Linked DNA regions of Mus musculus: region 1 is linked to region 2. Evidence: chromatin contacts called from public HiChIP or PLAC-seq data. All regions are on one chromosome and are shown on one strand. Each heading gives the region's core, a stretch centred on a gene start, on an enhancer-like site or on the middle of the called end of the contact. The rest is flanking DNA. Distances are from core to core; before and after follow the strand shown. Region 1 overlaps Trim71 (tripartite motif-containing 71). Region 2 holds the start of Crtap (cartilage associated protein).

Region 1 (4,083 bases), core at 1,241-3,740, 160 kb before region 2:
TTTCTTCCTAGCAGCCCTGTGTACACAGAGTGAGTGCTAACCTAACCGGCTGTCTGGTCCTTCCTGTTAAAGGCTGTGGTCGGTCCCATTGTCTTCACTCTGTTGGGCTGACAGGAATGTTTGGCCCCTTCCAGCCTCTCCTGGCCTGGTTCCCCGACTGCAAAGCTCTGAGACTCCGCAGAAGAGGCACATTTGACCTGAGACGTTAGTAGGCCTCCATGCCTTGCTCTTGAGCCATCTCCACCCGTAGCCCATTTCCTTCTGCACTGTCCCCTTTGCCACCAGTCTAAGGGAAGAAAAATGCTGGGTCCTTTTCTACCTCACCCTCCGTGATTACCAGAAATGGCTGATGGGTGTACCTTCCGTATGTGTGGCCTATGCTCGTTTGGGCTTCCTCCAGTTCTCTGCTCATGTAATTTGGCCAATTTCTTACTCTTTTTGAGAATTCTATTGTATTTATCTTTACATTGCGTGGAGGTCAGAGGACAATTTGAGGGGGCTGTTTTTCTCCTTCCACCATGTGTTGTCTTGAGGGTTGAACTCTGGTCATCCAGGCTTAGCAACAGACAGACTCGACTCCTTCACCTGTTGAGCCATCTCCAAGATCTCCAAGACCCAATTAAAACAGATTTTGGGGGAGGTGGGTTTGTGTGTGTGTGTGTGTGTGTGTGTGTGTGTGTTTTGAGACGGGGATTTTTCTTTGTAGTCTTGACTGGAACTCACTCTGTAGATAGACCAGGCTGGCCTTGAACTTGGAGATCCCCCTGCTTCTGGCTCCCAGAGTACTGGAATTAAAGGCATCCCTTGATCAATAAAATAATTTTGATCAGGAGAACATGAACACTACTCCCACCCAATGAGTGCGTCTTAATGGTGGAAGTTGCCATGCCCTGGCTGCTGTGCAGGAAGGATGTCTTTACCTGGAAGCCTCCTAGTCTCCTGGAGACCAGTGCCTCTCCCCCCACCCCCTCTATTATAAACTCTTGCTGTTTCTGGGCCACAATGCAAATGGCCAGGGCACATTGTTTGCTACAGAGCAGATGCCTGCTGGGAGGCTGATGCCTCGGGGATTGCCTGGAAAACCTGGAGGTGAAGTCCATCCCATCAAAAGCATTCTCACGCAACAACCGCCTTGCCGGAGGTGTTTAGGGGACACAAGCAGAGTTATATTCTGGGAACCCTTGCATCCCCAGAATAGAGAAAGACAATTACCCAGCAGCCCTTGGGTATTTTGTTGGTAAAAGTGCTTTATGCTTATGGTAAATACTTTTAAAAAGTTAATCAAGTAGCCACACTGGGTAGGGGGTAGAGAAGCAGAAACCAGCTTTTGTGTGCTGTTACAGAGGTGGCCAGGTAGGACGGGGAACCAGGAGCTCCCTTTAGTATTGACATATTTTTCTGCAGGGGCAGTCAGTGTGAGGTCAGTTACCTAGGCCGACAGCAGTTTTGTTTTGTTTTGTTTTTTTTACTAGAAAATGTTGATCTTTGAGCCTCTTGACAGGAACGTAAACCATGTAGAGGATGAAGGTGAGGTTGGGCTAGACAGACACTGCCAACTGAGACATCTCTCTCGCCCACATCAGGACAGTCTTCCCTTGGACCAGCTATTGTAAATGCTTTTCAGAATGGCCTTCCGCTGGCAATGAGGTCCCAGGGGAAGTGACCTGACCCCACCAGTTGGGAGCATGTGACTCCCTGGTTTTTACAGTAGGCTGCTTCCTTCCTGGGGGGTTTAGAGCTCTCCTTTCTCACCCCAGAAGCCTGGCTGTGGGCTGTGGAGGAAGGCTCCCTCGACAGCCCTGTCAGGATGCTAAGTGGATTTCTCAGCTTTATTTCTTGTGTAACTCTTTCCTCCTGAGCGGTAGGATCTATATAAGTATGTCGGAAATGGGTGGGCCTCGTGATGGTCAGACTTGGGGGACTGATGTGGGTGGTACCCAGGGAAGGGAAGAGACAGCAGTGGTGGTCCCGAAAGACCCGGGAGCCTTTGAGTGATGGGTCTTTGGAAATCTGGGAAAAGGCTGGGCACTTAAAGTTCCTCTCCATAGACTTTCAGTTCATCCAGTGTCAAGCTAATTAGACTGGCTGCCGGAAGCTGTTGGGTTCCACGGAATATTTGCTTAATTAAGCTAATTAAGTTATTTGAGAGAGAATCTCCTACAGGCTATCCCGGGACCCGCAGCCCGAGTTCTTGAACTTGTAGCAGTCTTCCTGCTTCAGCCTTTCTAAGCCTTGCTATGCCTGCCTGGTTTGTCCTCTCTGCTCTCAGAGAAGAGAACCATGTAGGTGTGCAACCCCCACCCCCTCCAGCCTAGGTGGCTCAGCTGTCACACTCCCCCCGCCCCCCACATGTGATCACCCTAGAGTCAGCAGGCAGGAACAGAGACCTCTCCTGCATTCTATCTCTGGTGGAATCTCCCTGCATCATCTCCTGTGGTGATGGTGATGCTGAGCTCCTGTTTAAACAACCCCACCTTCCAGGCTTTGAAGGGCAGGAGTGTTTGCCCTGGTTACCGCACTGCATCGAAGGCACACAAAGGAGACCCTCGAGACGCAGTTAATGATTAAAATCCAGGGCTTTGGGCCTGTTTTCCTCTGAGATTGTTCCTCCTGAACTTTGCTCCCTCACGCCCTGGGACTCACCCCACCTCAGCCAGCTTGTAGACCTTGGTTTTGAGGTTCTCCTGGAGCCCAGCATCCTGGGGACAATCTGCTCCTTGCTACCTCAGGCTCTGCTGTTTTTCCTGCCGACCTGCAGGCTCTGCTGTAGGAATTCCTATCTGGGCCTTGTTCCCCCAAAGGCTGGGAACAACTGCCTCCTGCTGTGGGGAACAAGATGGCCTTGCCTTGGATGGGTGGCATCACAGAAGTCTGGCCCTGCCCCTGCCCCTCAGGAGTGGGTATACCTGGCTGTACCCGGACCCTCTAGACATCCCTAAATTAGACTTACCAGTTAGCTTTTGTCCTAACTAACTTCCTGGGTTTCGTTTGGTTAAGTAAAAGGCCTATGAATACCCGTGGAGTGGTCTACCAACCATTTATTAGGCTCAAGTTGTGGATTGTCTTAAATCCTAGCCTTTTCCTTTAAGGTGTGACTTGTCCCCACAGTTTATCAGGGAGCTCCCCCTTGCCAAATATAGACTTGAATTCCAGACAGACAATGAATTATCCTCATTTTTAGTATATGTGTGTCCTCTGTGCAGTGTTCAGGAGGGTGTAAATTTGCCTTGTGCTTGATGTGTGTATGGTGGCCTCACGCAGGCGGTCCTGAGCATTTATTTCCCCTACCCACTCGACTTTTTAGTGACCTTGAATAGGACCGGGGTTATCTGCAATGACATCCCACCCACTCGTGCCCCAGGCAAGGGAGGAACCCCATGCTTAGGATCTGCCGGATGTGGGCCCCCACCCCCCCCATCCCCCAAGGCGGCCGGAAGGAAGAGCTGCCTGTGGCTCCCAGAGCTACAGCACCACCGTCCCTTGGCCTCTCCTTGAGCTGAGCCATGAGACCACAGACCGTCATTCCAGAAGAGGATTTTAGGGTTCCGTTGCTTTGTGTGTGTTTCTGTTGTTGGTTTTTATTCGTTCATTAATTAAAAAAATTTTTTTTTGTATGTTTGTTTGAGATGGTTTCTCTATATAGCCCTGGCTGTCCCAGAACTGTGTAGACCAGACCAGCCATAAACTCAAGAGACTCACCTGTCTCTGCCTCCTGAGTGCTGAGATAATGTTCCAACTGAAACCAGCTGGCTAGGAATTCCTGAACGTTCTATCTCCGCCATGCACAGTGTCAACATAGACTTGATAGCTCAGAGAGATTGCTGCAGACTTGGGTGGGTAAGGTGCCCGGGCCGATTCTCACCTGCCCTTTTCTGGTTCAGCATTTTGGACTGCCCTAGTGAGAAGTCAGGTTGATTATATTTCCGCGTGGCTTTGTTCCGTGAGGGTCTGTCCTCTTGTACTGATTGTCTGATCACGGTACAGCTGTGTGCCGGGAGGCTTCGCCTTACTTGTGTCTTTCCAGTCAGCATGCCTCTTAATTTTTTTTTTTTTCTTTTTTGATGTGTGTGTTTTGAGACAGGG
Region 2 (4,168 bases), core at 1,251-3,750:
AGTGTTTAATCACAGCCGCAGAACTCTGTGCTAGTTAATTTGTTTATCAACTGAATACAAACTAGAGTCATCTGAAAAGAGGGAACGTCGATTTAGAAAATGCCCCTATCAGGTTGGCCTACTAGCGAGTCTTTGGGGGCATTTTCTTGAATAATGACTGATGTGGGAGGGCCCAGCTCACTGCGGGTGTTGCCAGCCCTGAGTCCTGGGTGGTATAAATAAATAGATAGATAAATAAACCAAGCTAAGCAGGTCATGGGAGCACGGCAGTAGGAGAATTCATCTATGGCTCTGCGTCAGTGCCTGCCTCCAGATTCCTGCCTTGGCTGCTGCTGCTGGACTGTGACCTGCAAGCCAAATAAACTATTTTATGTACAAGTTGCCTTTGGCCATGATGTTTTAACGCAGCTACATAATGTAGGTCAGACAAATACCCACCCTCCCTAGTTCTGAGAACCAAACCCAGGACCTCGCACATATTAGGTAAGTACTCAGCCATTTTTTACAATTTTAATTTTTTAAAAGCTTGCGTCCAGAGGTATTTTGCTTGCCTGGTGTACCACACATGGGCCTGGTGGTTACAGAGGCCAGAAGAGGGAATCGAATGCCCGGAAATAGAGTCACATGAGGTGGTGAGGCACCATGTGCATGCTGAGAATCGAACCCAAGATCTCTGGGAGGGAAGACTGTTCTTAACCACTGAGCCATCTCTGCAGCTTTGTTTTTTGTTTTTGTTTTTGTTTTTTTGAGACAAGGTTTCTCTGTGTAGCCCTGGCTGTCCTGGAACTCACTCTGTAGACCAGGCTGGCCTCGAACTCAGAAATCTGCCTGCCTCTGCCTCCAGAGTGCTGGGATTAAAGGCGTACGCCACCTAGCCCGGCTGTTAATTAGTATTTGAGATAAGGTATGGCCATAACAAATACAAGAAGACCAACTACTGGTTGCTCTCATTTACAGAGAAGGTGCTTGATTTATTCAGATTTTTTAAAAAAAGATTTATTTATTATATGTAAGTACACTGTAGCTGTCCTCAGATACTCCAGAAGAGCGCATCAGATTTCGTTACGGATGGTTTGTGAGCCACCATGTGGTTGCTGGGAATTGAACTCAGGATCTCTGGAGGAGCAGTCAGTGCTCTTAACCACTGAGCCATCTCTCCAGCCCTTATTCAGATTTCTGATATCTCCAATTCTAATCTTACAGTCATATGATCTAATATTAATCCCAACGCCCATCCATTTATTGAATAGCACAGTAAATACAGTATTGAAAAGGAATGAGGAATTCTTGTTGTAATAAATCCTTTACAGGAACCTCCCCAAGAACCTGGTTTTCCTGGCCTCCTGACCGGGAACCGCACCCAGGTACCACAGCACGGGTGTGGAGGTCAAACATTGACGTGGAGGAGCCGATTCTGTTTTCCCAAAGTGTCCTGAGATTGAACTCAGGTCATCAGGCTTGGTACCAAGTGCCTTTAGCAGCTAATCTCGGAAGTTCTAAATACCTTCTGTTTTTGTTTGTTTGTTTTAGACAAGGTCTCATTGTGTAGCCTAGGCTGCTCCGGAACTCAGAGACTCACTGCTTCTGCCTTCTAAAAGTGCTGGGATCAAAGGTGAGCCAGTCAGCTTCTAAGTTTTACAAAAGGGTATGTGTATATGTATGTGTGTGTATATATATATATATATATATATATATATATATATATATATATATATACATACATACATACATACATATTTTACAAAAGGGTATGTGTATATGTATGTATGTATATATATATAGTTTTGAATTCTATCCCTATACCTTTGCTGTAAACTATTTCAAAGTGTACAGAATTTTTTTTTTCAAGACAGGGTTTCTCTGTGTAGCCTTGGCTGTCCTGGAACTCACTCTGTAGACCAGGCTGGCCTCGAACTCAGAGATCCGCCTGCCTCTGCCTCCCGAGTGCTGGGATTAAAGGCGTGCGCCACCACGCCCAGCTCAGAATTTTTTTCTTAATGCTGTCTTCATCATATAGCTCAGGTAAATTCCTCCAGCATCCTAAGACGTAATATATCCTCAACTAGACAAGTCACACGATATTCAAGGAGCCACCGGTATTCTTACTAATTTTATCCATGCAACATCCTCTAAAACCTTAGGTCAATAGCATTGCTATTCAAAGTGTGAAGCCTGTAAACCCGCAGCCTATTATTTATGGCAGGCTTAGCGATGTAAATTTGAAATAAATTTGAACTATAGTGGGAGTTTAAGGCTAATCTGGGCTACAGCTAGGAGACCGAGTCGAAAACTAAAACGCACCCCAACCAGGATGTGGTGAACCAGAAATTAGGCGTGCGCGGCCCATACATTCTTAAAGTGATTATAAACTTTCTTTCCTGTCAAAGATGGGAGTTCCACGCACCGCAGGCTGGCCTGGAATTCACTTGGGTCCTACCCCTCCACCTTTCAGAGGCAAAGGCTGAGCACCTCCTCCAGGCACGCCCATCTCGGTCCCCCGGCGAGGAGGTCTGCCGGACGGGGCGGGCCACGGCCCGCTTCCCCGCCTCCCTTCCTAGGCCTGCCGCGTCGCGCGTCCTCAGCTCGGGGCTCTGGTTCGTGGGCCACGCGCGATGGGGCCCCGCAGCCCTACGGCCGCGTTGCTGGTGCTGCTGTGTGTCGGGTGCGCGCCGACCCCCGGGCGCGGGCAGTACGAGCGCTACAGCTTCCGCAGCTTCCCGCGGGACGAGCTGATGCCGCTCGAGTCGGCCTACCGCCACGCGCTCGACCAGTACAGCGGCGAGCACTGGGCCGAGAGCGTGGGCTACCTGGAGGTGAGCCTGCGGCTGCACCGTCTGCTGCGCGACAGCGAGGCCTTCTGCCACCGCAACTGCAGCGCGGCCACGCCAGCACCCGCGCCCGCCGGCCCGGCCAGCCACGCCGAACTACGCCTCTTCGGCAGCGTGCTGCGCCGCGCGCAGTGCCTCAAGCGCTGCAAGCAGGGCCTGCCCGCCTTCCGCCAGTCGCAGCCCAGCCGCTCAGTGCTGGCGGACTTTCAGCAGCGCGAGCCCTACAAGTTTCTGCAGTTCGCCTACTTCAAGGTAAGGGCACTCGCCCCACCCCGAACCCCGCCCTGCCAAACCCCGCCCACTCTACCGAGCCGCTCTCTGTCGAGCCCAGGTCGCCGCCCCCGAGCCCCGCCCACAGAACCCCTTCCGGCTGATCCGGTCTAGCCGACCCCAGCTCCCAAACCACTTCTGCCCTATCCCAATCCCCCCAGCAAGCCTGCAGTCCAGTTGAGCCTCGCCCACCCAGGCCCCGCCAATCACATCTCCTGTCCTGTGTCCAGGACCATCCCCCTCTGCACAATCACCCTCCCTCAAAATTTGTCCTACCGAACAGGGTCCAATCTTGCCCCACCCTCCCTTGTGAGCGCTCACCAGCAGCATCCCATATTGGGCCTCCCTTGGGCCACTTCTCTAGGTCTAGCCCCACCAAGCCCAAGGCTCAGCCCTGCCACTCAACCTCGAGCATCATTCCTTTATCCTTTGATTTTTTTTTTCTCATTTATATTTTTATGTGCGTGCGTGCTGTGTGAAATCTGTGTGCCTGTGTCTGTGTGTATACCATGTCATACGTGTGTGGATGCCTATGGAGGCCAGAAGAGGGCAGCAGATCCCTTGGAGCTGAAATTAGAGGTGATTGTGAGCCACCCAGTGTAACCTGAGTACAGGGAACAGAGAGAACTTTGGGTCCTCTGCAAGGGCAGGACGTGCCCTTATCCACTGAGCTATGGCTCCAGTCCCCTTCACCCAGGTTCTGCCACAGAGCTCTGCTAAAGCTCTCCAAATCCCGCCCTTCCTCCTTCATCTTGAGCATAAAAATTATTTTCTCTCACTCTCTCTTTTTTTCCTCATGTAACCTGGGCTGGCTTCAGAACTGCTATATAGTGGAGGCTGATGGTGAATTCTTTATCCTCCTGCCTGCATACCTCCTGCATGCTCCACCCCTCCCAGCTCCTGTGAAAATTGTTTGCAGCCTGTGCTGAGGTAGCAAATATGCCACAGGGCCCCAGCAGAGTACTTGGAACTGGAAGGAGGGCTTTGTAAATGCGGCCTGCTCTTTGAGGGGCAAACTCCTCTGCTCAGGGAAGTGTGTGCAGATCCCAGGTTCATCTCTGCTCCCTCTC

The links. HiChIP or PLAC-seq counts read pairs in DNA pulled down with a chosen protein or histone mark.
Region 1: a contact with region 2 is called in an H3K27ac HiChIP or PLAC-seq map of extraembryonic endoderm stem cells. The contact joins the enhancer-like site here to the promoter of Crtap in region 2. A contact is called at or near these places in 11 of 115 datasets of contacts at active chromatin or transcription factors (embryonic forebrain, embryonic hindbrain, embryonic limb bud and 5 more) and 2 of 9 other capture datasets (adipose tissue and liver).

Annotation. Positions count from the first base shown.
Region 1 is chr9:114,546,273-114,550,355 of GRCm38.p6, reverse strand. All of the region lies in intron 1 of Trim71 (tripartite motif-containing 71), which reads left to right. Among named protein-coding and RNA genes, the nearest start is that of Trim71, 16 kb to the left of the region's middle. Within about 2 kb of position 2,490, at least 56 of the 459 cell types and tissues checked have an H3K27ac peak or open chromatin away from gene starts, as enhancers often do. A contact at or near this core is called in embryonic stem cells, extraembryonic endoderm stem cells and pancreatic cancer cells, where this site is marked.
Region 2 is chr9:114,389,044-114,393,211 of GRCm38.p6, reverse strand. Crtap (cartilage associated protein) reads left to right here and starts at 2,500. Exons shown (of 7, transcript NM_019922.2): 1 at 2,500-3,080. The coding sequence starts at 2,613.